Regions from separate parts of the Pan troglodytes genome. Here regions 1 and 2 are each linked to region 3. The links are chromatin contacts, called in public HiChIP or PLAC-seq maps. All regions are on one chromosome and are shown on one strand. The core of a region is the stretch at or near the end of the contact, and the rest is flanking DNA. Distances in the headings are between cores, read along the strand shown.

What was found. HiChIP or PLAC-seq counts read pairs in DNA pulled down with a chosen protein or histone mark.
Region 1: an H3K4me3 HiChIP or PLAC-seq map of stem cell-derived excitatory neurons shows a contact between it and region 3, with 4 times the contacts expected there. The contact joins the promoter of AP3S2 here to the promoter of ZNF710 in region 3. A contact is called at or near these places in 1 of 7 Hi-C or Micro-C datasets (stem cell-derived neural progenitor cells) and 1 of 1 datasets of contacts at active chromatin or transcription factors (stem cell-derived excitatory neurons).
Region 2: an H3K4me3 HiChIP or PLAC-seq map of stem cell-derived excitatory neurons shows a contact between it and region 3, with 4 times the contacts expected there. The contact joins the promoter of ARPIN here to the promoter of ZNF710 in region 3. A contact is called at or near these places in 1 of 7 Hi-C or Micro-C datasets (stem cell-derived neural progenitor cells) and 1 of 1 datasets of contacts at active chromatin or transcription factors (stem cell-derived excitatory neurons).

What each region holds. Positions count from the first base shown.
Region 1 is chr16:81,685,535-81,690,448 of NHGRI_mPanTro3-v2.0_pri, forward strand. It overlaps AP3S2 (adaptor related protein complex 3 subunit sigma 2), which reads right to left and starts at 1,710. Exons shown (of 6, transcript NM_001242425.2): 1 at 1,249-1,710. The coding sequence starts at 1,317. It overlaps LOC112205653 (U7 small nuclear RNA), which reads left to right and starts at 4,907; the gene lies at 4,907-4,914.
Region 2 is chr16:81,702,723-81,707,420 of NHGRI_mPanTro3-v2.0_pri, forward strand. ARPIN (actin related protein 2/3 complex inhibitor) reads right to left here and starts at 3,150. Exons shown (of 6, transcript NM_001242426.1): 1 at 2,904-3,150; 2 at 904-979. The coding sequence starts at 2,995.
Region 3 is chr16:81,792,204-81,797,223 of NHGRI_mPanTro3-v2.0_pri, forward strand. It overlaps ZNF710 (zinc finger protein 710), which reads left to right and starts at 2,372. Exons shown (of 5, transcript XM_024349367.3): 1 at 2,372-2,662.

The sequences.
Region 1 (4,914 bases), core at 460-2,959, 110 kb before region 3:
CTGAATACTCATATACATACATATATATATATACTTTTTTTTTTTTTTTTTTTTTTTGTGATGGAGTCTCGCTCTTTCGCCCAGGCTGGAGTGCAGTGGCGCTATCTTGGCTCACTGCAAGCTCCGCCTCCCGGGCTCACGCCATTCTCCTGCCTCAGCCTCCTGAGTAGCTGGGACTTGGAGGTGCCCGCCACCGCGCTTGGCTAATTTTTTGTATTTTTAGTAGAGACGGGGTTTCACCGTGTTAGCCAGGATGGTCTTGATCTCCTGACCTCGTGATCCGCCCGCCTCGGCCTCCCAAAGTGCTGGGATTACAGGCGTGAGCCACCGCGCCCGGCCTGAATACTCATATTTTTACCTCGATGTAATCTACTTAATAAAATGTAATCTAGCTTTAAAAATCTTATGAAGGAGTAAAATTATTTTTTCATTTCTAATTGACAAAAGACAATAAAAGTCTGAAAAGGGTTTATTAACTTGTCAACAGACGCAAGAGTAGAAAAGGTGGAGCTGAAGCCTGAACACGTTTTCTGGCACTTTCCCCTCTTCAGTTCCACCAGTCCCCCAATTATGTAACATTTTGAAACCCTGCCATGAATAAATATAATCTTCGAAGACAGGAAGCAAATACTGATGTTTATGTGTTTGCAAAGGAACGTGTTGGGAAAATTCAAATTTACGTAATCACTTATTGAGCCCTTATGCGGCAGCATTTATAATTTCTCATCATTTTTCCACTTTTAAACTGATTTTCTTCAACCCTAAGAGTGAAGGGTATCTAGTCTCAGCCAACACTGAAGCAAAATAATTCCAAAAAAAAAAAAAGAACTTTTCCAGTTCTGGCTATAACAAAAACTTTCAGAAACTTAATATTTCTTCCTCATGAAACTGTGGTCAACAACCAAAAAGATGACAGAATGTGACTTCAATCACTCAAGTTCTCATCGAGGCACACTCCCCACTGTCGCTTCTATCTCGTTCCCAGAGACTCACGGGAAAATGTCACAAAATGGCACAGAAATGCCAGGATCAAGAAAAGGGTCAGCGAGAGCGGGGCAGTAGGGCGGGAGACAGAAGGCCTGGCACCAGCCTGCGCCTAGGTTAAATGCTTAAGTAGGGTGAGGGTCATGCTCGGTGCAGGAGCCCCAGGTGACCAAGGAGCGGTGCCCCCAGGCGCCGAGAGGCCAAAGAGGAGGGAAGACATAGTGGGCGCCCTGAAGGGGCGTGGTGAAGCCGGGCCGCACTCACGAAACGCTGGTAGAAGCGGACTAGCCGTGGCTTCCCATGGTTGTTGAAAACCAGAATCGCCTGAATCATCTTTGCCAGCCACGGTTCTCTCAGCACCGGCTACTCCCAGAAAGCTCCTCCTTCCGCCACAACACGGTCACTTCCGGTTGGTGCGCTGCTGAGAGCGGCACTCGGAAACTTGGCCCCGGCGCTCACGAGCCCTAGCACCCAAGGGTCCGGCCTCTCTGACGCCTTGGAGGGCAGGTGCGGATGCCGAGGAGAGTGGTCACCTCGGCCAGCGTTGGTGGGCCAGTCAGGATGCGAATCCGGATCTGTGTCCCTCGCCCAGACCGACGGGTGGCCCCAGAAGCCGAAACGACCGTCAGCCGGGTTGCCAAAACGGAGAGGCGGCGGGAGCTTGCTTTTCTCACCGCCCGCTCCAAATCATGCACTCCCGCCATCCCCTTAGCGCTCGCAGAACGTTCCGCGGAGTGGAGACGCCGGTCATTCGGCCGTTCGTCGGTTAAGGAACATTTCGTTCATTTTTATTTTTCAGTATTATAATGCTGCAGTGAATTACGTAGCTGTCTCTCCGTGCAGATGGGCTGTTCCTCTATGGTAGACGGTGAATGGTGGAATTAAGGAATTTTTAGTGCATTTCCATTTAAAATCCCAAATCGATCAAGTTCTTATTTTTGTTTGTTCTTTTAATGACCCAGTGTGGGTGAAGTGGAGCACGTCCGTATACTGCAGATGGAGCAGCGGATACAGATGCAAATCGATCCAGAGGACTGTTTGGCGATATGGATCAGAAGCCTTTAAAATATATAACAGTCCGGGCGCGGTGGCTCACGCCTGTAATCCCAGCACTTTGGGAGGCCGAGGCGGGCGGCTCACTTGAGGTCAGCAGTTCGAGACCAGCCTGGCCAACATGGTGAAACCCCGCCTCTACTAAAATTACAAAAATTAGCCGGTTGTGGTGGCGCGCGCCCGTAGTCCCAGATACTTGGGAGACTGAGGCAGGAGAATGGCTTGAACCCGGGAGGCGGAGGTTGCAGTGAGCTGAGATCACACCACTGCACTCCAGCCTGGGTGACAGATATATATATATATAACATTAGACTCAGCGTTTCCAGCTCTAGAATTTATGATAAAATGATTGTGGATGTGTGAAAAGATTTAGCCTCAGGAACATACATTTCTGCCAGAGTATCTTCAGAACAGTAAAAAAAAGAAGAAAAATATATATGTCTCAGCAGTGTTATTACAGGGGAAAATGGGAAGAAAATTATTACAAAAATGAGAAATTGGTTAAGTGCATTGTTCTACATTGAATATGAGAAATATTAAATAGATAATAAAAATCATGCTGGGAAAGATTTATGATACGGAAGTGTTCATGACACCTGTTAAGCTAAAAGATTACACAAAGTATGTACAGGGACAACCCACTTTCCTCAAGATTGGAGGCAAATACACCAAAATATGAATCATGTATCTGATGGAATGGCAGAGTCAGGGTGTTTGATCTGTACAGGACCCTGGAACCACACTGCCCTGATTCAAAGCATGGTTCTGCGGACTGCCTGGGCACCCTGGGCAAGTTTCCCCATCTGTAGAAAAGGTGTAATATCAGTTTCCTAAACTGGAAAACTGGAAAATGAGTCTACTGACTTCAGACAGTTGTTATAAACACAAAGGGAGTTAGTATAATATTTGTAAGCACTTGGACAGTGCATGGCACATAACTGAGTACCACATAAATGATTTAAAAACATCTTTGGGTGGTAGGATTATCAAGTTTTCCTTTTTTTCCTTCAAAGAAATATGTACTACTTTTGCAGCCAGAGTTCTGGGGTTTGCTTGTTTGTTTTTCAGAGATAGGGTCTTACCCAGGTTGGAGTGCAGTGGCACAGTCATACCTCACTGTAACCTCAAACTGCTGGCCTCAGGCAATCCTCCAGCCTCAGCCTCCCAAACCGCCACTACGCCCAGTCCAGTTTTTTGTTTGTTTGAGATGGAGTCTCACTCTGTTGCCCAGGCTGGAGTGCAGTGGCACAATCTTGGCTCACTGCAACCTCCGTCTCCCGGGTTCAAACAATTCTCCTGCTTCAGCCTCCCCAGTAGCTGGGATTATAGGCACATGCCACCATGCCCAGCAAATTTTTTTATTTTTAGTAGAGATGGGGTTTCACCACATTGGCCAGTCTGGTCTCAAACTCCTGACCTCAAGTGATTCACCCATCTCAGTCTCCCGAAGTGCTGGGATTACAGGCGTGAGCCACTGCGCCCGGCATGGCCCAGTTTTTAAATAAATAAAAACCAAAAGTCAATTGCACTGAAACTTGATAAAATGTTTAAAATGTTGAGGAAGAATATCAAAGAAAATTCTGAAACAGAATTATGAAGAAGAACTAGCTCTGCCAACTATGAAAACCTACTTTGATGGTTCAAATTGTAATTATAGGAAGACTAACTGAAATATTATGAATAATTTAGGCACAAAATAATTTTAATATGTGATGTAGGAGTGGGAAGGAATTCAGTAAATACTATTAGGATAACTGGTTAGCAATTTGAAAATAAGTAGTTAGGTATAAAACCAGATAATAACCTAAACAGAAGAAAACGAAATTGAATAAGATCCAAAAATCTGTATTAGCTTAGAAGCAATAAAAATCACAAAACATCAACAGATATATAAAGTTTTTTTATAAAAAGAATTAATGGAAAAATCATTGTTAAAATATGGCAAATGGTTATATTTAAAATGCAAATAACTGATAAACTAAAAAGATAACACTCCCCATCTCCCCAGTAGATAAATGGACAAAAGAATGAATAACAAAAGGAGAAATACAGCTAGGAAAAGGAAAAAATGTTTAAGCTCACTATAAGTGGGGGAAAGGCAAATTAAAATATATTCAAATATTATTTTCACCTCATCAAAAATCATTTTAAAAATGTTTTCATACCCAGTTCTCACAAGGGCAGCATAAAAATGGTTCTCCCCTACATTGCTGGTGAAATTATGGTTCAGAACAACCCTTTTGGGAAGCAATTTGGCAATATAACAAGAACTTTGCAAAAGATTTCTAGATTCTCAGTAATATGACTCCTGGGCATCTGTTCCTAAAGAAATAACCCAAAAATATAGTTAGAGGTGGAGAATTAAGAGAACTATATAATTTTCAACATTTTTGGAAACATTAATTCTGTTAGCCACACAGGGATCAATTTTAAATATCCAAAAGTTGGACCATGACAGAACTATCCAATGGTAGCAATCTTAAAAATAATGGTTACAGGTGGGCGTGGTGGCTCACGCCTGTAATCCCAGCAATTTGGGAGGCTGAGGCGGGAGGATCACTTGAGATCAGAAGTTCAAGAAAAGCCTGGCTGACATGGTGAAACCCCGTCTCTACTAAAAATACAAAAACTAGCCGGGCGTGGTGGCGTGTGCCTGTAATCCCAGCTACTCGGGAGGCTAAGGTAGCAGAATAGCTTGAACCCGGGAGGCAGAGGTTGCAGTGGGCCAAGATCGCGCCATTGCACTCCAGCCTGGGCAACAAGAGCAAAACTCCATCTCAAAAAAAAGAAGAAGAAAAATGGTTACAAAGACTATGCAGCAATATGGAAAGTGATTATGTGTGGGCATAGTGTTACAACAACTACCTATAAGCATTA
Region 2 (4,698 bases), core at 1,900-4,399, 89 kb before region 3:
AGACAGTGAGGGTTCCCAGCCTGGTGGCTGGGAGGGCAACTGCACCATTACCAGGAATGGAACTCAGAGGAGGCAAGTTTTAAGAGGGGCTAGGAGAAGGCCCTGCCTGAGGGCAGATGAGGCAAGCAAGCCCCACACCAGCATAGAGACACTGCTGGGCTCTCCTGGGCAGGCTGGCTAGGGGCTCTGATGGGCGTTCCCACCTGCCGACTGTGTGCTAAGGAGGGGAGGGTGCAGCAAAATACCACCTGACATGAAAATAGTGCTGAGCTGTTCTCGTGGGGTACAGGGGGGACATGCAGGCTCCATGTAGCACCAGGCCTCTGGCCCTACTGGAGGGGGCATTTTTAGAGACCAAGCTCAGTTATAGAGACCAAGGAGATAAGGTGGTCAGCACATCTAGGTGGGGCTATTTGAAGGGGGAGTGGAAAGTCAGAACTAGCGCTCAGAAAAAAGACACAGGCTAGTACTGGATGGTAAATGCCAGGTGTACCCACAGATACCTGAGATGGGGTGGTGATACAGGACATGACCCCAGGAGGCTGAGAGGGCAAAGGCAGCCAGGACATCAACATGGGAACTGAAGCCCCAGACACTGTCAGAGTTTACATTCAGGCAAGACTGGGGTTTAGGGCCTGTTCTGCCTTCTCAGCCATGACCCAGGCTCTTCTGGCAAGAACACAGGCCCTCCCACCTGTCTGCTGCTCAACACAGCCTTAAACTATTCTTCCAGCTGGTAGTCCCATTTGGCTATAAATCTCCTGACCTACTTCCCACTTGCTTTCTAAGCCCATCAAGAATCCCAACTCATGGCACTGGAAGGACCCAGCACAAGGAGATGCCACAGTGGATGATGACCGCGAAGTCAGTGCCCTCTAGCTAGCACCGAGGAAGCATCCTCACCTTCCTGCCATGAGCGTCCAAGATGCTGTGCCGAGATACATCGATCAGTTCTCCCTCCAGCAGGACACCATTTCCCCTGGAGATGAAAGGGAAAGAAAGGATAGCCAGTTTTGTCAGTCCTCAGCAAATCTCACCCGTGTCTCCTATTTACCCAGCCCTGAGCAGGCTGGGTACTGAGCAGCTCCTTTCCCCGTGCTTCCTACATAGGGATCTCCAAAGGGTCCCAAAGGCTGGCGCATTGCCCAGATGCCAGGAGGAACCTTGTCAGCCTGCCCTAAGATCAAGCTATGGCCCCCTCCTACAAGGCCACTGGGAGTAACTGGAACCAGAGCCTCAGTCTTATCTACAAAATGGGGAGGAAAACAGCTGCCTCACTCTCCTCCTCTGATGTTGACACAAGATCATGTGTGTGAAGGTGTTTTGTAAGCTATTAAGTGATTACTAAATACAAAAGATTTTACTTTTTTATTGGGCCAAATGTGAGCGTAGGTATCTAAGCTGCAATAAACTATTTTCCCTTTCCACCTGTTTTTAAACACTCTCATATTCCTTTCCTCATTCATATCCAGGTGGTCATTAACCCAAGGAAATGGTTACTACTGAGAGGTGAAGAAACCAAAACTTAGAAGTCTGAGACTAGTCCAAGATCACACGGTCCTTCACTGAGGGGAAGTGGAACCCTGGCTTCTCGACTCTGGTTTTCATAAAAGCAGAACGTGGAGGCTTCCTTTTTTGCATCCACAGAAATGGAGAAGCGTGGGGACAACTGAAGATGACAGTGGAATAGGGATGAGAGTGGGAAGTGAAAACTTTACCTAGCTGGTCTCTATCCAATTCTTCCCCACCCCCCGCAATTATTTTTCTAAATATTTAACTGACAAAAGACTGTATATATTCAAGGTGCACAACGTGATGATTTAAGTACACACTATGTAATGATTACCACAGATTAATGAACACACCCACCAGACCCCATGCTGTACATTAGGTCCCCAGAAATTGTTTATTCTATAACTGAAAGTTTGTACCTTTGATCATTACCCCATCCCCATCCACTATCCCCTGGCAATCACTGTTCCCTGTTCTACTGTTTCTTTTCTTTTGACACAGTCTTGCTCCATCGCCCAGGCTGGAGTGCAGTGGCACAATCTCGGCTCACTGCAACCTCCACCTCCCGGGTTCAAGCGATTCTCATGCCTCAGCCTCCCAAATAGCTGGGATTACAGGTACCTGCCACCACGCCCGACTAATTTTTGTATTTTTAGTAGAGACAGGGTTTCACCATTAGGCTGGTCTCAAACTCCTAACCTCAAGTGATCCACCCGCCTCGGCCTCCCAAAGTGCTGGGATTACAGGCGTGAACCACAGCGCCTGGTCTGTTCTGCTGTTTCTATGGTTCAACGCTTTTATAGGTTCCATATACGAGATCACACAGTATTTGTCTTTCTGTGTCTGGCTTATTTCACTTAGCACAATTCTTCAGTGCAGTTGTAAATGGAATGGTCCGTTCGGCCTCATAACCCTGTGACGACAGGGCCTGGCCCTCCAAATCCTCCTCACCCAGGCAGGCCCTGCTCTGGACCAGCCCGCCCGCTGTTCCCGCCACAGCACGGCCACTGTCCCTTCTGGGGCAGGGCATGAGTCTTTGCAAAAGCAGCGCGGCAAGTAGCTGGAGTTCGTAGTTACGCGGGTGGGGTGGGGCCGGAGGTCGGCGTGAGGCGAAGCACAGCCTTCGGAGACCTGTCTGGGGGTCGGGACCCTCTCTCGAGGGCAGGCGGACAGGCGGGGAGATTTAAGCCGATCTGTATCATGGGGTCGCTGGGCGGGCGCGGCGGCAGGGGCGCCGGGAGCGGCGGACTGGAGGGGCGGACTGAAGGCGGAGAGGCGGCTTTGGCAACCCCAGTTTTCCCCCACCCGCATCCCACCCCCCACCCCGATCCTGTTGCGGGGTTCGAGCCGGGGCAGGCGAGGCCGACCCGAGGCCGTGCGCCCAGGCCTACCCCTGGTGGGCGGCGGGGTCCCAGGCCCCCGGCAGCCGGACGCTCTGCACCGCCTTGTTCCGGAGCGCGCCGTCGTGGTAGATGCGGCTCATTCTCCCGACCGCCCGGGCACCCCCGCACAGAGCCGGCGCCCTGGGCTGGGGGCGCGGCGCGGGAAGTGCTGCAGGACGCGCGGGGACCCGCGATTCCCAGCCGGCGGATCCGGGAATGGCGCGGCCCGGCCCTCAGGCGTTCCTCGGCGGGATTTAAAGGGACCGAGCTCCATTCCTGCACGCCAGGCCGCGCGCGGCAGGGGTTGGGCTTCCGGGAGGACCCTGGCTGGGGGCTTAGCACAGTGGGGCAGAAAGGCCATGCTTTTCTCTTGTCTCTCTCTCTTCCTCATTCCTAGAGGAAGATCCCTGCCCCAGCACACGCACAAAAGGGAAATTGAGGCCCCAAGATCCTATTATAGAAGATCCTTTGTAGGATCAGCCCGGGAAGGATGGGTTTCTGGGAAGCAGGAATGGAGAACAGCCACTGGGGAGGATTGGGTGGTCAGCTTAGAAGCTGTCCATTATGCCCCGCCCGCGGCCCTACAGTGGCTGAGTCAGGTATCCCAGGGATCTGTGACGAGGGAGCTGGGGCATGGGTGTCAGATCAAAGACGCCTAAGTTTGAATCCCAGCTGTGAGCTTGGGCAAGCTCCTCAACCTCTCTGAGCCCATGCTTCTTCCTCTGTAAAATGGGGTCAGTATCAGGGGGATTGTAAAGTTTAATGAGCTCACCCTTTCTACAACATAGCATTGCCCTCCCTCCTTCTTCCCGCACAGCTCCTGAACTCCTCCCTGGCCCCACAATGCCCTTTGCCCAAGTATGTCATAGTCCACAGGTGCATTTTCCAAGCCTGGTACAGAAGATTCTTCTCACCCTGGGATTGTTGAGGAATCTTTGTTCTTTTGTTTGGCTTCTTCGTGCCAGGCCTCGGGGCAGGTGGGCCCATTCAGGGAGGCCAGGTGTACCCCGGGAGAGGGGGCGGCATTTAAAGGGGGTGGTGGCCAGGCAGATGCCTAGGAGTCCAGCATGAGCTGTCAATGTTGGAAGAAGCAAGCACCCTCTCCCTTCCCTGCTACACACACACACACACACACACACACACACACACACACACACACAATGACTTTCTTGGGTCCTAGGCACTTTTGTTTTCAAGGGACCCTTTCTCCATTAAAATTATTTTTAAAAATTATTATCTTACCACTGGGCTGGCATAAAGATGAATATATGAATTTTATATATTTTATTTCTTTTCTTTTCTTTTTTTTTTTTTGAGACAGAGTCTTCCTATGTTGCCCAGGCTGGAGTGCAGTGGTGAATCTTGGCTCACTGTAACCTCTGCCTCCCAGGTTCTAGTGATTCTCCTGCCTCAGCCTCCTGAGTAGCTGGGATTACAGGCACTCACCACCACACCCGACTAATTTTTGTATTTTTAGTAGAGATGGGGTTTCACCATGTTGGCCAGGCTGGTCTCAAACTCCTGACTTCATGTCACCACCTGCCTCTGCCTCCCAAAGTGCTAGGATTACAGGCCTGAGCCACTGCTCCCAGTCTAAAGTATTTTCTTCAACCTAAACATATATATTTTTTTTCTGCATCCAATCATCCATTACTAAACATATTTTTAGGAAGAAAGAGCACCTGTAGTCCCAGCTACTCAGGAGGCTGAAGCAGGAGGATCACTTGAGCCCAGGAGTTTGAGTCCAGCCTAGGCAACATAGCGAAACCCTGTCTATTAAAAAAAATTAATGAAATTAAATTTA
Region 3 (5,020 bases), core at 1,122-3,621:
TCTGAACATTTCCCTGACACCCTCCCCTTTTTCCTACTTGTGCTCTATCCTCACTCTCCCCCCACCCACTTGTATTCTAAGCTGCAGTAAACACTTCAACTCTTGACAGTTCTAAGAACCTGTAATAATGTGCCGTCTTGCCCTGGGGCCTTTGGACAGACTGTTCTCTCCCATGCATTTGGCTAGCACAGCCTAATCTAGACACGACCTCCTCCAGGAAGCCACACCTGACCACCTTAGTCCAAGCACCCTCTTAGGAGCTTTCTTGGTTCACTCTTGCCTGTATCGCATGGCACTGAGGTTGCCTGTCTTCTTTTCTTGCTCCTTCGCCTGCAAAGCCAAAGGCCAAAGCAAGGACTGCGTCTTGCTGATGATTCGGTCCTTAGCAGCCAGCACCTTAGCTGGCACAGGGTAGATACTCAGTAAGCATTTGTTAAATGAATGCTTGGCTCTAAGAGCTGCATTCTGCTTTTTTGGAGGATACAGCTTGGGTGTACTAAGTGGGAGGGTGCAAGTGATGACGGAAATGTGGCTTCCTGCAGGACCTGGGCAAAGGCTCTGGGGTCATTGGGGGCTCAGGGTGCTGATGTTAAAAAACCATGGTGTCCTTCTTGTTGAACCAAACTCTCAGGCTACTGTTTTCCCACTCCTAGTCAGAGACAAATGTGTTCTGAGTGACTGGAGTCATAGCTCAGAGCACCAGGAGCTGGTTTAGGGTGGGGCGAGGGGCCGTGGCCTTGGGGCTCTCGTTTCTAAAGGCCCAGGGCTCAGGGCTGGGGGGAGGGGTGAGGAGTGGCAGGTCCTGTCCCCCGGAGGCTGCAGTCACTGGGGGAGAGACAATGGGGCTCAGCATCTGCTCCTCCCTGGGAGAAGGGACCCTTCAGTGAAAAGCCAGGGAGAGCAGGGAAGTGTGGGAGGAATTGATGAGGAGAAGGGGTGGAGCCAAGGAGATGCAGCCGGGAGGAAGGAAGGGAAGGGAAGGAAGGGAAGAGGGAGGGGAGAGGATCCAGGCTTTCCTTCCTCCCGGTGACCTGGTCCTGAGCCGCAGCTTCCCTTGTATTGTTCCCTGCGTTTGCTCTCGGGGCCCACCGAGACCTCACGTTTCTCCCCCTGGCTGCAGCCCCAGTCCGAGGGCCCGGCATCCAGCAGGTGCTCAATACTTACTTGGGAAAATGAGAAATGTGACCAACTTTGCTCCGGGAACTTTCCCCCGTCTTCTCCCCACTCCTCCGGAGAACCCGAGGACAGAGCAGGTCTTGGGAGCACGCCCGGGCGCCCCATGAATAATTGACCCTTCCTGGCGGCACTGCCCGGCTCTGTCCGAGGGCTCCGGACCCGCCCTGCGTTGGAGTCGAGAAACGGCTCGGAGTGGCGGGTGTTCTGGAGGTTGGAGGCCTGGTGTCCGGCCTGCGCCGGAGCTGGAGGGCGGCGAGGCTGTGCCAAACCCCGCGGCCCCTCAGGGAGCCGAGAGGGACCTGACGGCCGCGCTGCCAGCGACCACGCCTCGGCGCCCCCCAGCAGTCCGCCCGGGGGCCGAGGCCCAGGCCCTGGGCTCGGGGACCCCGCCAGCCCGCCGATCCCAGCAGCTGCCCTGAGCCCCTTCTCCACCCGGGCCCTGGCGCTCGGAGCCCGCGCCGCTCCCTCGAGTCAGGCCGTCCAGGGCTCTGCTAACAGCTGTTTAAAGGCTTTTGCTGTTCAGTGCGCTGCGGGGATGTTTGTTCCAGGCCCATCTGCCTACTTTAAAAATACATAAGTGAAGCACACACACCCAGCTTGCCACCTCTGGCTGGGGAGGGGCGGGCTCGGCGGCCCTCGCTCGCACTTGGGAAGGAACCGGCACCCAGGAGCCGCACCCGTGCCCCACACCCCCACCGGCTCTCCTCTCCAGAGGACGCCCCTGGCTTCCCTTGAGGGGGGCGGGGCGCAGGGCCCCCGGGCCCCCTTTGTACCGGACAGGGCCGGGCCCCCCATTTCCAAGCGAGGTCTGCCTCTCCCCCGCTTCAGTTAATCTTTGTTCCCCTTTTCTGCTGAGAGGAGAAAAAAAAAAAGAGAGAGAAAGAAAGAAAAGAAGGAAAAAAGGCGTGACTTGATTTTCAAACGAAACTCCCACAGCAAACAAAACCCTTTTAGAGAAATAAGAAAGGAGGAAGAAGGAAGAAAAGAGGGAAGAAAAAAACAGGAGAAAGAAAACCCTTCAGGCTTTCAATTCGAGTGGGAGAGTTGAACCGAAAGAAAGAGAAAGAAAGGAAGAAAAATCCTCTGCGGTAGAAAGAGAAAAGAAAACTTGGGCTGACAAGAGGGGGGTGTTGGGGGTGGAAGGAAGTGAGAAAACAAAAGAGAGATAAAAGGGCTGCTTTTCTGTCTCTCTCTTCCTCTGCGAGCTGGCTTAGGAGGAGCTGTTTTGCATCCCTTCACGTCAGCCCTGCCTCATTCCCTTCTTCCAGGGAGGGAGAGAGCGCGAGCGAGAGAGCGAGCGAGAGGAGGGGGGAGAGAGAGAAAGAGAGGAGCCGGAGGGAGGGCGGCAGGAGCAGGCGGCGGGCGCGCGTGGAGGCGGGCGGCGGGCGCACAGCAGCAGCCCGGGCGGTGGGCAGCCAGGAGCCCCCGGCCCGGCCCGGCCCGGCCCGCCGAGGGCCCCAGCGCAGGAGCCGCGCCCGGACCCAGGGTGAGTGTCCCGCGCGGCCCCCCGCCCCCGCCCCAGCCCCAGCCCCGCAGCCCCGCGCTGCCGGCCGGCGGGGGCGCGGGGGGCGCGGGGGTGGGTCGCTGCGGCCGCGGCCGACCCGCCCCCCGCCTCTCCCTGGGGACGGCCGCGCGCAGGCCCGCGCCGCGCTGCAAACATGTCGTCTTTTCCTTTCACTTCCACATTCCCTCATGCCGGAGAGCTGGAGGGAGAGAGGGAGAGCCGGGGAAAGAGGGAGAGATGGCGTCTGGGGTGGGGGGGGGGAGGGAGAGGAGGGGGAGGGGGAAGGGAGAGGGAGGGAGCGAGCGAAAGAGGGCGAGAGGGAGGAGAGCGCGCGAATGAGAGAGAGAGAGAGGCAAAAATGAAAGGAAAGCGTCGCGGCGGCGGCGGCGGCGGCGCGGGAGGCCCGGGAGGCGACGGTGGCGGAGGCTCTCGGGCCCGCACGTGGGTGTCCCGGTGCTGGGTGCGCTCCCCCCACACCCGGCCCGGGACTCAAAGTTTCACCCCCTCGCCGCCCCGCCCCTACGGCTGCCCACAAACTTTATTCTCGGAGCGGGTGGGGTTGTTGCGCGTCCCAGCCGGCCGGGGGTGGGGGAGAGCTGAGCGCGCCGCTGGCGGGGCTGGGGGCGTCCCCGAGGGCCACTGGCCGCCGCACGCTGGGCGCCGCGGGATCTCCGCCGGGACAGCGTCGGGGCGCCGCGGGCCGGGGACCCAGGACCGGCGCTCGCTGGCTGGGGGCGTGGGGGTGGGGGTGGCGGGCGGGGTCCCTACGGCCCGTTTTGAGCCTCCCGCGGCTCAGCCCCCCTTCCTCCTCGTCGCCCTCTCTCCGTCTTCTCGCGGTCATTTTCCTAATTGGATGGAGCTGTGGGGCGTGATCACCAGCGTCAGATCGGGGCCCTCAGGCTACCAGGTGGGCGCGCGGGCTCGGGGACCGACGGGGCAGCCCCAGCCTCCCCACCCTAGGCGCACAGATCCCGCAGATCCGGCCCTTGGGCCACCGCCCCCTTCACCGCGGACTTGCTAACTAGTGCGTATCGGGTTTTTTTCCAACTTGCCTTTTAAGATGACTTTTATGGGCGCTGCAACTGCTTCCCTCCAGTCTAAGCTGTAGTTTGGAAAGATTTAAGAGGCCAGGGAGGTGCTTGTGTGGATTTTAACCAACCTGAAAGGGTCATTCATGTATCTCTAGGATTTGCGAGACGGTTAGGGCAAGGCGTAGCAGTATCCGGGGTGCCTTTTCTTTTTTCTTTTTTTTTGATATGGAGTCTTGCTCTGTCGCCCAGGCTGGAGTGCAGTGGCGCGATCTCGGCTCACTGTAGCCTCCGTCTCCCGGGTTCAAGCGATTCTTCTGCCTCAACCTCCCCAATAGCTGGGACTACAGGCGCACGCCACCACGCCCGTTTAATTTTTAATTATTTTTAGGAGAGACGGGGTTTCACCATATTGGCCAGGCTGGTCTCAAACTCCTGACCTCGTGATCCGCCCGCCCCGGCCTCCCAAAGTGCTGGGATCACAAGGACTCTTCGAGGTACTCGTCCTACTGGGTCTGAGGGAGGCCTGCCGGGCAATCCAGTGAGGGACCAACGTCATGGCCCACCCTTGAGCTGCAGGCCGAGTGCCCACCTGCAAAGGGCACCCTGAGCACCTTTCTTGCTGTGCAAAATGGAAACTCCCGGCCGGTATCGACCTGCAGCGTACATAACTAGTCCCTGTGGGCATCTGGGAAATTCACAAAACTCCCCCACAGGTGTGCGGAGAAGGACTTTGTGCTCTTGGGGGTCACTCAGCCAGCTTTGAAGCTGCCCTCTCAGTCCTGCATTTGTACACGTGTAAGTAAAACCAGTCAAAGTTCATTTCTGCCAGGTAGAGGGCTGGGGGTCTGTGTCCCTATTGCATCTTCACCAGGGGGCCTAGAGAACCAATGGGGCCACGTGGGAGAAGGGAAGAAGAAAACCGTTCTTAACTCGTTAGATAAGAGACAGTGTATTCCTAATGTGATCAAAGCCGATGGGGCTATCTGGTTTTGACTTCTGAAAACCTAGAGTGGCCATTCCTTTCTCATTTGTTTTAAAGAGAATGTTATTTTCTATACTTTCTCAGTGGTTTTATCAGCTGACCCTCAGGCCAGGGTAACTGTGCTGGGTACCTGCCAGTCTCGGAGCAGAACCTCTGATCGGTCATCTGTAGCTCCAGAGAGGTGCCCACCTGGTGCCCCAGTGACCTTCTGGAGCTGGCTTTCCTGCATGAGGGCCGTGGGGATAGAGCTGCTTTCTTTTGGGTAGGGGGAATTGGATGTTTGGGTCACATTTTCTTCCTCCAGCCTGGCCTGGTTGCCTGTGTCTT